Regions from separate parts of the Sus scrofa genome. Here regions 1, 2 and 4 are each linked to region 3. The links are chromatin contacts, called in public HiChIP or PLAC-seq maps. All regions are on one chromosome and are shown on one strand. The core of a region is the stretch at or near the end of the contact, and the rest is flanking DNA. Distances in the headings are between cores, read along the strand shown.

Evidence for each region. HiChIP or PLAC-seq counts read pairs in DNA pulled down with a chosen protein or histone mark.
Region 1: a contact with region 3 is called in an H3K27ac HiChIP or PLAC-seq map of skeletal muscle, with 4 times the contacts expected there. The contact joins the promoter of RGMA here to the enhancer-like site in region 3. A contact is called at or near these places in 1 of 5 promoter capture datasets (skeletal muscle), 7 of 47 Hi-C or Micro-C datasets (embryonic fibroblasts, fetal heart ventricle, fetal skeletal muscle and 3 more) and 1 of 2 datasets of contacts at active chromatin or transcription factors (skeletal muscle).
Region 2: an H3K27ac HiChIP or PLAC-seq map of skeletal muscle shows a contact between it and region 3. The contact joins two enhancer-like sites. A contact is called at or near these places in 2 of 47 Hi-C or Micro-C datasets (epiblast stem cells and heart right ventricle) and 1 of 2 datasets of contacts at active chromatin or transcription factors (skeletal muscle).
Region 4: a contact with region 3 is called in an H3K27ac HiChIP or PLAC-seq map of skeletal muscle. The contact joins two enhancer-like sites. A contact is called at or near these places in 1 of 47 Hi-C or Micro-C datasets (heart right ventricle) and 1 of 2 datasets of contacts at active chromatin or transcription factors (skeletal muscle).

The regions. Positions count from the first base shown.
Region 1 is chr7:85,920,216-85,923,079 of Sscrofa11.1, reverse strand. It overlaps RGMA (repulsive guidance molecule A), which reads right to left and starts at 1,556. Exons shown (of 4, transcript XM_001924865.4): 1 at 1,180-1,556. The coding sequence starts at 1,193.
Region 2 is chr7:85,596,572-85,599,271 of Sscrofa11.1, reverse strand. No RefSeq gene overlaps it. Among named protein-coding and RNA genes, the nearest start is that of RGMA, 320 kb to the left of the region's middle. Within about 2 kb of position 1,396, at least 20 of the 83 cell types and tissues checked have an H3K27ac peak or open chromatin away from gene starts, as enhancers often do. A contact at or near this core is called in skeletal muscle, where this site is marked.
Region 3 is chr7:85,766,534-85,769,358 of Sscrofa11.1, reverse strand. No RefSeq gene overlaps it. Among named protein-coding and RNA genes, the nearest start is that of RGMA, 150 kb to the left of the region's middle. Within about 2 kb of position 1,313, at least 10 of the 83 cell types and tissues checked have an H3K27ac peak or open chromatin away from gene starts, as enhancers often do. A contact at or near this core is called in fetal skeletal muscle and skeletal muscle, where this site is marked.
Region 4 is chr7:85,897,016-85,899,860 of Sscrofa11.1, reverse strand. No RefSeq gene overlaps it. Among named protein-coding and RNA genes, the nearest start is that of RGMA, 23 kb to the left of the region's middle. Within about 2 kb of position 1,295, at least 3 of the 83 cell types and tissues checked have an H3K27ac peak or open chromatin away from gene starts, as enhancers often do. A contact at or near this core is called in skeletal muscle, where this site is marked.

The DNA.
Region 1 (2,864 bases), core at 307-2,806, 150 kb before region 3:
TTGAGGTGGGAGCTTGCTAATCAGTAGGACCTGCAATTCTGACCCTTGAGCTTGGCGTGAGAGCTGGGGGCGTCGCGGCGCTCCAGCTCAGCCGGACTGTAGCTACGGTGAAAACTTCTAGCCCCAGGCAGCCAAGTGCCTGCCTCCCCACCTCGAGCCGGAGTCTCCTACTTTGAGAACACCCAACTTCGTGGCCTAAAAGAAACGCTCAATGTATCATTTCCGCTAGATGGCGCGATTTCCCCTAATCGGTCCTCAAGACACCCGATTTATAAAATAAATACATTCCAACGCCTTCCGAAACCACACTACATAATAGCAGCTCGCAGGCGCCCATTAAAAAAAAAATCTCAATTTAGGGATATTGATTCTACCTCCGAGCAAATCTAATGCAATTACATTAACAGGATGCAATCAAGAATTGCACACTAGTGTCCCCATCAGTCCTCCCCCCAAATACACCTGTCCCACTGCCCCAGCTTGTTCCTGGGATGAGCCACTGCTTGAGCCAGGCACGTAACTGTTGCTGTGCCCAGCCCTCTGGGCCCACCTGTTCACTTAGAAACGCCAGGGCCACTCGCGACTCCTATCCCTTAAGCACTCAACACAAGTCCCTCACTTTCCTGCGCACCTGCGCTCCCAGGCAAAGGACCATTGGAGACCCAAGCCCAAACAGTGCGCAGCGCCGATGCCCCCGGGGCAAGCCCTAGAGCAGCGGCTCTGCAGCTGGCTAGGCAGTTGGGCCAGAAGCTGGAGGAGAGGGCCCGGGAGAGTCGGGCCAATGCGGGTTCACAGCGGCACAGCCCGGTGGCTCTCCCTGTCCCAGGCTCCGCGGGCTGGACGTAGCGACCGCCCAATGAGGAGGTGGCCGCGGGAGAAAGAGAGCTCCCAGCACGCGCACAGTGGTACACACATTCGCCGGGTCTGCCCAACCACGAGCGCTGCAGGCTGCCCGGGGAGAGCATTTTAGGAAAAAAGAGCAAATACCAAACCACAAAAACTTTGCTGCTGCCAAGAGCTAAAGCGATCAGGCTTAGCAAAGCTCAAATCTGGGCAAGATGGGAGCAAGATGAGACGCGGGGTTGGGGAAGACCAAAGCCGTGCCGTAGCCCGGGCAAGTGGTGGCGGCGCCTCAGGGATGTCAGAGCCGGGTCCGCCCCGCTCCTGGCCCGCGCTTACCTTGGCGGCTGCATGAGCCCCTGCAGCCCTCGGGGGGGTGGCGCTGACAGGGCTGCGGGCGAAGAGGGGTTGCCGGGGCGCCGCTGTTCGGCCCCGGGGCAAAGTGGGAGGGGCTCGGCAGGCGCTGGTCCCCGCCGCCCCGGCCGGCTCAGCAGCGGCCCGGGGCGCGCCGCCTGCTCCCGGGCTGCATGCCTGCGAGCGCCTGGAGGAGCCGGCCCGGGAGCGAACGGCTAGTGCTTACCCAGCCAAAGGCTCGGGCTGCGCAGCCCGCGCTCGAGAGACAACTGCAGAGTCGGGCGGCTCGGGCCAGCCCCCTCCCTCGCCCGGCCCCCGCCCGCAACCGCCGCCAAGCGCGGCGTCTCGAGGTTCTTTTGCGCGCGGAGGGGAGGGGGCGGGCCAGGCGCCCGGGGCGCAGGCGGGGGGCGAAACGGGCGGGGCCAGCCGGGCGCGGGCGGGAGCGGAGACGTGGGGTGCCGACTCGGATTGCCCCGCCCCGCCGCGGCCGCACCTTCCCGCATCAGCACCCGCTAAGGCGGTTGGGGTCGGGAGCTGCTCACGCTGCCAAGTCTAGACTTCCCTAAACATGCGGGTTAGGGGGGCGCGAGCCGCAAGTGCCATGACCCTCGAGGCGCCTCCAACTTTCCTAATCATCCGCTGCGAAGCCCTGGAGAGCACGTTTCCATCATCAGTTCCATGGGTAGGGCGAGATATTCTGAGGTTTCTGGAATAGACAGTCACATCCAGGAGAAAAGCTGCTACTCTCTGCAGAGACGCACCTTTGTTGTTCTGAGATGTTTGCTTAATCTTCTTTTTAAAAATTAACACATATGTATTAAATATGTAAATGAGGAATACGTCCTTGTGTACAATTTTTATACAGCCCAGGCATATCTAGAGTAAGAAGACCGTATAACATCCCCCTTCCCATATCAGCCCCTCCCCAGAGGTAACCTCGGGTCAGAGTGTGCTCCGCCGCGAGTCTTTCCTGTCCCTGCGCGGCGCTTTTACGCTCACACGCACGGATTGTAAGTGGATTCTCTTCTCCAAAGAATGTTTCACCATGCAGCGCATGCACACACTGGCGAGAACACTTCGGTTGCGATAAATTCCCCAGAGGCTTCCGGGAGTCCAGGGAAAGATTCTTGCCGTGAAACAGCAAAGAGCCACCCAATCGCCCTGTGCAGAGCTGAAACCCCAGCTGGAGCTTGCAGTCAGCCTGAACACACAGCTCACGCCCAAATTAGCATTGCTCGGTTAGAGAAATTTGCCAGTGCGTTTCAGACAGGGTTATGGCCTTCGCATTCTTACAGAAAACAAGCTGTCATGGATTTTGATGAGAACTCTTTGGATTTGCAAAATAAAAAGGTATCATCTACATTAAAACACGATCATTATTTATGCTTGTGGTCTTGAGAGATGTGGTTTCAACTCAATATTCTGTGTTTTATTGGTACTGAGATAATCTATAGCTGGGATATAAATACAATCCATGTGATTTCGCAGGAAGAGATCAGGTATTGGAATTGCTGGTTTCTATAATTAGCTCTGACCTTGGGCAAGCCTTTTAGCTCTCTTGGGCCCCAGTTTCCTCATAGAGAGAGAGAGGAGAGAGAGAGAGAGAATGTCCAGCCCTAATAATTGGTGAACGACAGATTTCTTCCCTTATCAAATTTTTCAACTCAACT
Region 2 (2,700 bases), core at 147-2,646, 170 kb after region 3:
CCTAATGAACAAGCGGGTCAACATATGGAAAATACTTGAGGCAAACACACACCTGCTTTTATGAGACACACAGGCAAATTTGCCTGGCCACAGCTGTAGCTTGCCAGTTGGCCTACTGGCTTTTATCCATGTGTTGTAGGCAGACAACTGAGGGGAATGAATGTTCCCAATGAGTGGCCAACTAAATGCCTGGTGAGTTTTGAATGCCTTATGAATAGTTAGTGTGACTTTGAATATTCTACTTACTTTATCTATGTTTAATAGGTCTCACTGGCCACTGGCATCGATTACTTTCCTCTGTCCTCATTGGCCTGTTTCTCTTAGTTTATAGAGTCAAACTGAACATCCTTAAACAACAGAGCAAATGTACCATCATGTACCACAATTTTTGTGTGAAAGTAGCCTGAACTTCCACTCTAACTTAACCTTCCTCCTGTTCTCAGAATGAGACAGGGGAGCTGAAGGAAGGAAATGGAGACCAGGTTCCAACATTAGAACCAGACTAGCATCTTAGCACCACACTGGGTCTTTTTTGAATAAATTTGGAAGCAAAAGGAAATCCACGCATGTCAGCCTTTGACAGGCCACGTAAGGTAGTGGAAAAAAAAAAAAAAAAAAAAAAAAAAGCCAGAGAGACCTGGTTTGAAACCCCAGTGCTTCCATCTGACTGAATAACCTAACTCTGGGAGAATTGCTTAAGCTTTCTAAGCCTTCTTTCTCTCGCTTATGAAATAAGAATAGAATTGTTTTCTTTAGTTATATGAGAAAAGCCAGGCAGAGTGCTCATTTGCCTAGACTGGCCTTAAGCTGAGACCCCAATACATGTGAGTTCTGCTGTTTATCCACACACTTCTTTATATGTCTCTTCATTCTAGGTTTCATACCATCCCCAAGCCAATGACACTGTACCAGTCAGACTCCAGCTGCAGTGTGGACTCAGGGTGGCCGTAGGGGGTGATGCTGCTGTGTTTGGGGCTCCAAGGAGCTTTGCCTTTGGGTGGGAACTCTTCTGCCATGGTCCCTGTTGGCTGCTTTGAGTGAGGTCTCTTTGGATGATGCTTCATTCTAGACCAAGAGTGCTTCAAAGAAGGAGACAATAAATTGAGCTCGGGGGCAGACAATCACAGCTGCCAAGGGCAGGCCTTCTTGTTCTTTTAGAAGTGCTCTGAGCCCCTGGGGTAAAGTTTCCTGTAAGTGTGGGTGTTAAAACGGTTTGTTTTGGTGTTGTTTTTGATACTTTGCAACTCCTTCCAGAGGCTAAGACACCCAAAGCCCTGCCAGAAAATCATCACAGAGGAATAAATAATATCACAACCACATCCTGAAGCCCAGCAGTCTTTCTCCACACTCTCAGCCCCCGACGCCCTTTCTCTGGTCTCTAGCTCCAAACTTGCAGAGGTTTCAGCAAAGTGGCACTAGGCAGAAAAAAATGTTCCAAAGCTGTCTTGCCTCAGCAGGGCCCGCCCATGGTGGGACGGGGAGAATTCCAAGGTAAACAGGCTGTGTTATCACTCCAGGCTTTCTTGGCACAAACAGCCCGTTTCCAGCCCCGAAACATATTTTTAGAGGATAATGGACAACCAGTCACAGAGTAAACACAGAGCCGTTTGCAGGTGTTATGTTCCTTTGTGTTCGCCAACCAGATGTTCTTCCCTGGGACCGGCTGTTTGGCTCTCTGGGTTCCCTGAGCACACAGAAATGTCACTCTTTCTTGCCCTTTTCAATAAAATAAAGCGAGGTTCTCGTGGGAGAGTTCCCAAAATGAGTTGCAGATTTCACTTGCAAACTATTCATCTATTTGTGTCAATTTCTTTCTTTGTCCAACCCCCATTCCACACCCCACCCCCCCAAATCTGGATTAGGCCAAGGAACACTAGTCAAAATAAACATGTAAATCTTGACCTTTAAAAAAAAGTAACTACTAGAACAGAGCTATAAAAGTTACCCTGGGGAACTTAGGCTGCAAATTTCACGCCCTCCTTCTTGTGCTCTGGGTTGGCATGGGGTACGGTGGACACCAGCACGCGCTCCAAACCGGGGCCAAAGCAGGAAGGTGCCAGTGTTATTTCTACCGCTCCTGGTCAAGACATTCAGCCTGCTGGGGACACTCAGGGATATTTTGGATGGCCTGTTCTCTCTCTCTCTTTGGCCAAGTGTACTGTGCTGTAGTGGGTCAGCTTAGAGAAAGCTGAGTGCTTCTAGAATGCCTGACAGATCGAGGGAGGTAGTGAAGTGGGTGAACTTGGCTTTAGGAGCTGAGGCCCCTTTAAGAGCCGCTCTGAAGTTCAATCTCATGTGGCCTTAGCCTAGAAAGGGTTCACCTGGGTTTTGCTGAAAACATCTTGGTCTGAGCTTTGAACTGGTTTGGTCATAAATGGGGGAAGTAAAAGAGGCCCCTTTCACTATTAAACCTTACAATTTCTGGGGTCAGACAGGAGCGCCTCATTCTTTCATCCCAATTTTCCCCAGCTGGGGAGCAGCGTCAGGTCATCACTATTCAGTCACTGAGTCTCCGCAGTATTCCTTCTTTCTAGAATATTCCCAGTGCAAGGCAACTGGGCTGCCTAGGAATCCTGCTGCTTGGCACTCCTCAGGAATGCCCTTTCCCCAGCCCATGATAAAAGAAGGTAGCCCTAAAGGGCCACAGGGCTTAAAGTCTGGTTGTGGAAAATGCACGTAGCTCTGTGGGTTGGCCCTGTG
Region 3 (2,825 bases), core at 64-2,563:
GTAGAAACAGATCTGATGTACAACAGCAACATAGAGGACCTTAAGAACATAGTGAGAACTCTAGGAAGCAAAATGTCATGTTAACCCCATTTACATAAACTACAGATATAAACGTGCAAATATATACAGCTTTTAAGGAATACGTACAAAAAGCTATGTTAAATAGAAACAAACAGTTGTCTGGTGGCAGGAAGGAGGCGAGTGGGAACGGGGAATGGAGCTGAGAGGGAATACATAAATAGTAAGCGTGGAAACTATCAAGGGGGGAGGTGATCACACTCCAGGGGCTGAGAAGTGAGAAGAATTCAGCACACCTGAGGTTAAAATAAACAAGCCGAGAAAGCCATCATTTTGAGGGAAAGGATTTCTTTTTGTTTGTGTATGTGTTTGAATGGGTCCTGGCAGGATTCCACGGAGGCTTAAATAATTAGGAATTTTAATAATAATCCCCTATAATGTTTATAGAGTTTGCAGAGATCTTGCCCTTAGGTGGACCCATTTGAGTGTTATGACAACTATATAAATAGAGTCGGACAGGGGAGATATTTTTAGCGGAGATGGAGCCTGGATGGGTAAAGTGACTTAGAGTCACACAGCTGGGAAGTGGCAACCCTGTGAGTCAGACCTGGGACCTCAGACCCCTGTCCCCTGTGCAGGGTGTCAGGTCCCCAGGGAGTATCATTGCACCAAATGGGAAATCTTTGCTTCTTTGAGAAAATAAGAATGGAAAATGTCATTTGGCTGGAAATTTTTTCACATGCACTTTTCTGTTTCCACTGCTTTGCTTTTCATTTAGATTAAAAAATTTTTTTTGCTTTGTTTTGTTTTGGTTGTTGTTGAGGGAGGAATTTTTTTCCTCCTCACTGGACATCCTAAAGCCATGGTTGTTAGCTTGCCAACGTGCTGTAGTAGGTTCAACAGAACCACTAGGAGGTGTTTTTCATTTGGAAGTATCTTTACTATTATTATTTTTTTAATTTAAAAAATAATTTATACAGCAGTGAAAATCTCCTTTATCCTCCCATCCAGAGACTGATTACCACTGTTAGGAGTTTAGCTTAAATTTCCCCAGGTCTTTTTCCTCTAAAAAAATCGCACGTTGAATTTCCTTCTGCAGGGATGAAAAGAAGTAAAATCCGTGACTGGGGGAGGGTCTTGGTGACGGTAACTCTGAGGAGTTGGGTTGAGTTTAGGCATGTTGGGGCGTATGCCTCCTGAGGCTGGAGATTCAGAAACTGTTGACTTTTTGCCTTTGCAAAGGAACTTTACATTTTTAGCCACAGCTGGGCTCTGTGCACCGGAAGTTGAATTCCCTGGAGGGGGAGGGCTCGCAATATCTTAGACACATGTAAAGTCAGAACAGTTGGGAGATGGTGAGTTTGCCTGGAGAGAATTCCAGTCTTTGGACTTGTTACAAATTTAGCTCAGCTTCTAAGAAGTATTCCTGATAAAAAGAGATTCCTGGTTGTTGTAGCATTGGGTTCTCTCTGGAATTTCCCATGTGTGGTTAACTAGGCACAGTTGTCTCTAAGCAATGGGACAGCCGATTTGCTTACGATCTCTTCTGTTCAGACGGTTTGATGAGTGGTAACTTATGTGGTATCATGGACAGCTGTTGGTTTTGGATTTTTACCTGCCGGACCTATGCCTCTTATTGGTTCCTGTACTGGTAGCCATTTTTTTTTTCCTTCTGGTTTATCACCTGCACTGGGTTGAACAGGCTCCGCCCACTTGGAAACTCAGAACATGACTTTATTTGGAAACAGTGTCTTTGCAGATGTAATAGTTAAGATGAGGTCATACTGGATCAGGGTGGGTCCTTGTCCAGTGACTCGTGTCATTATAAGGCCATGTGAAGACACGGAAAAGCAAATAGAAGAAAACAGAGGCTGAGAATGGAGTGCTAGAGTGAAAACCAGCTCCTCTGCTAAGTTTATGATTAACCTTTCTATCCAAAACTTTATTCCCTTTCTTGTCTTGCACCTGCCCCCTCAAGATTGAGGAAAATCAAAGAGAAGGGGGACTGAAACTGAGCAGGAGGAGTTCTTGTCCCGTTGCAGCAGAAATAAATCCCACTAGGAACCATGAGATTGCGGGTTCATTCCCTGGCTTCACTCAGTGGGTTAAGGATCCGGCCTTGCCGTGAGCTGTGGTGTAGGTTGCAGATGCAGCTCGGATCTGGCGTCGCTGTGGCTGTGGCATAGGCAGGCAGCTGTAGTTCCTATTCGACTCCTAGCCTGGGAACCTCCATATGCCAAGGGTGTGGCCCTAAAAAACAAATAAACAAAGAAAAAGCAAAAAAAACAAAACAAAACAAAACAAACAAAAAAACCCATACAATCAAAACTGAGCTGGAAACTGCAGAGCCCCCTCGGATACAAGAGCCCCCATTTCTTGTTTGTAGAAAAAGGCTTTAGTTTCCTAGTTCTTCCTTGAGTTCCAAAGAGCAGGTGAGGGCAGTTACTCAGTAGGGAAGTGAGGGAATGCAGAGAAAAATGAAAAGCAGTTAATAGTGAAAAGTAATGATGCTAGTTCAGTGCTAAAACAGAGTCCCAGTTTCTTCTCAAGGGAAATCATAACAATCTGATTGATAGCTCTGAGTTATTCTTCAGGGTCTAAGGACCACCCCCATCCTCACCACCCCCACAAGTGGAGGATGGTGACTACTGAGCAGAAGCACGTAGACCCAGACTGGTTTGAATCAGAAGGTTGATCACTGAGATTCCTGGACATGACTGTGCATCTCACCACCAACCAATCAGAAGAGAGTCATGCATCTTGCAGCCCTAACCCCCAAATGTTGCCTTTAAAAATGTTGCCCTGAA
Region 4 (2,845 bases), core at 46-2,545, 130 kb before region 3:
AAAAAAAAAAAAAAAAAAAAAAGGAAGGACATTCTGACACGTGCTAGAGCATAGATGGACTTTGAGGACATTAAGCTGAGTGAAATAAGGCAGTCACAAAATGGCAATTATTGTATAGTTCCACATGCATGAGGTACTTAGACTAGTCAAATTCACACAGATGGAAAGTAGAATGGTGGTTGCTGGGGGCTGGGGGCAGGGGGCAATTACTGTTTAATGGGTACAGAGTTTCAGTTTAGGATGATGAAATAGTTCTGGAGATGGATGATGGTGATGGTTGCACAAAAGCATGAATGCACTTTATGCCACTGAACTGTATACTTTAAAATGGTTAAAATGGTGTATTTAATGTCCTGTGTATTTTAACATACACACAAGCACATGCATGAGCTGCACAGGCTTTTCTATCAAAAGGAGTCCAGGAATTAAAATTAGGACTACTTCACCACTCCAAGTCCTTATTTTCTGTTCTTTTACCCCTAGTTTATCCTGAACCCTTTCCCATGGCATCAGCATCTCAAGGCATAAGTTTAGACAGGAACGTGGTTTGAACTGGGAGGGACCCTGGCATGTCCCGACAGACAATACGGTAGCCGCACTGGGAAACAGAGAGTTTCAGCTAGAAGAGCTGGCGGCAGAGGGATCGCCTTCCAAGCCATAATCCCCAGTCACTCCTGCTGTGCCATCCTCTCCACCATCAGTGTCACCCTGGAGTGAGAGGACAGGAGTGCGTGGGGGAGCTGAACACCAAACCCACCTAGGTTTCTGAGACCACTCTTGGGCCAGCCTTCCTCCTGTCATTGAGCTGCTACTTGTGACATGAAGCAGCCAGGATGAGTCACCCCAGGACATCTCCTTGTCACCTTCTTGGAAGGTCAGGGGAAATGGGAGTCCACAGCCTTCCTCCTGGGAGACAAAGTATGGTGGCCGTGGGAGTTGCAAGGTCAAGAAGGAAAAGAAGGGCAGATTCCCAGGAACCTGCTGCTCCCTGAGCAGTTATCTGCTGCTGCCTGGGGTCAGAGCCACATTTCCTTACTGGCTTCTCACTTCTCCCTACTCAAAGGTTGCCCTTGAATCAAGATTGTGGTTAAATAGCTCTAAATAATTAATCATTCTCTTGAATTGGTGTTCTCGGTCTGCTTAGGCTTTTCTGGTGGCTTTTGCTTGTCTGTTTCTCTTTTTAATTCCAAAGTGGTATTAATAATGGATGAGCACATCCGAGGTCACATACACACAGGCCCCTCCGTCACTCTGCAAGTCAAAATCAATACCGGGGAAGTTAGAGCTTCCAACCTCAGGCCCTGTCTTTCCTGCTCTTTTTGGAACAGAAATGAGGGTCACGTCTATATATAGAGGATTGGCCTGGATCACGCTCAAGAGCTTTTTATTCTGTTCAACAACTTTGACAGGCACTGGGTCCCAACAGGTTTTAAATAGAGCAATCTACATTCTGTGACAAAGAGCACTCAGGGAGAGAAATTAGAAAGAGGAAAATGGAACACTACTTTTTATTCAGCCAGGACATTGGGGGGTGGTGGGGGGCAGTCGGGATAGAGAATCTGATAAGCTGGTTCCAGGAGGCAGATTTGCTGGAGGAGAACATTCTGGAATGTTTGGCGTTCTTGTTAGAGAAATAGGTGGCCCTGGAAAAATGGGAAACAGTAGGGCTGGATCTGGTACAGAGGCTCTCCAGGCAACATTTTAGGCAGGCAGATAAAGGATGTCCTAAAGAAACCAGGAGGGAAATTGTGCATATAGAATGCCCCAATTACAAAATGTCTTCGAGGGCAGATGAGAATGTGATAAAGGGGATTGCTCTAGAAAGGGAACAGAGATGGGGGACGGGGTGAGTGGGAGATTCATTTTTACTGCGTTTCAGGTCTTAAAAATGTGTGCCAGTTGCATGTATTATTTTTCTAGAGGAATCAAGAAACTGATAAATACATGAGTACACAAATAAGGGGCAGATTAAAAGAGGCTTATTTATTTGTGGTGAGCAAAAAGAAATCAGAAATGCATAGATTGAGAGAGAGCTTTTCCCCTGGTTTGTAAATATTTTTGTTAAGTCTTAGAAAGATGTAAAACATAGTTAAATGAGGTACACTCTACAAAATAACTTTATCGGAGTTCCTGCTCTGATTCAGTGGGTTAAGAACTGGACATAGGAGTTCCTGTCGTGGCTCATAGGAGTTCCGGTTGTGGTGGTTAATTACTCTGACTAGGAACCATGAGGATGCAGGTTTGATCCCTGGTCTCAGTGGGTTAAGGATCTGACGCTGCTGTGAGCTGTGGTGTAGGTTGAAGACTTGGCTCGGATCTGGTGTTGCTGTGGCTGTGGTGTAGGCCAGCAGCTGTAGCTCTGATTTGATCCCTAGCCTGGGAACCTCCATATGCCATAGGTGCAGCCCTAACAAGTAAAAATAAATAAATAGTAAAAAAAAATTAAAAAGCAAGAAGACGATGACGAAGAAGAAGCTGACACAGTGTCTGTGAGGATGCAGGGTCACTCCCTGGCCTTGTTCAGTGGATTAAGTATCCTGCACTGTTGCAAGCTACAGTGTAGTCACAGATGTAGCTCAGATTGGCTTTGCTGTGGCTATGGCGTAGGCCTGCTGCTGCAGTTCTCATTTCACCCCTAGCCTGGGAACTTCCACATGCCACAGGCATGGCCGTAAAAAGAAGAAACCCAAAAACAATACAAAAAACAAAAAAACCCAAAACCCCACAAAACTTTATTTGTAGGTCAAACACGGTAATTTGACTATTGGCCATTTCACATGGTTTATCCCAGGGTTTTTCAACCTGGGTACTATCGACATTTTGATCACTTGTTTGTGGGGGGAGT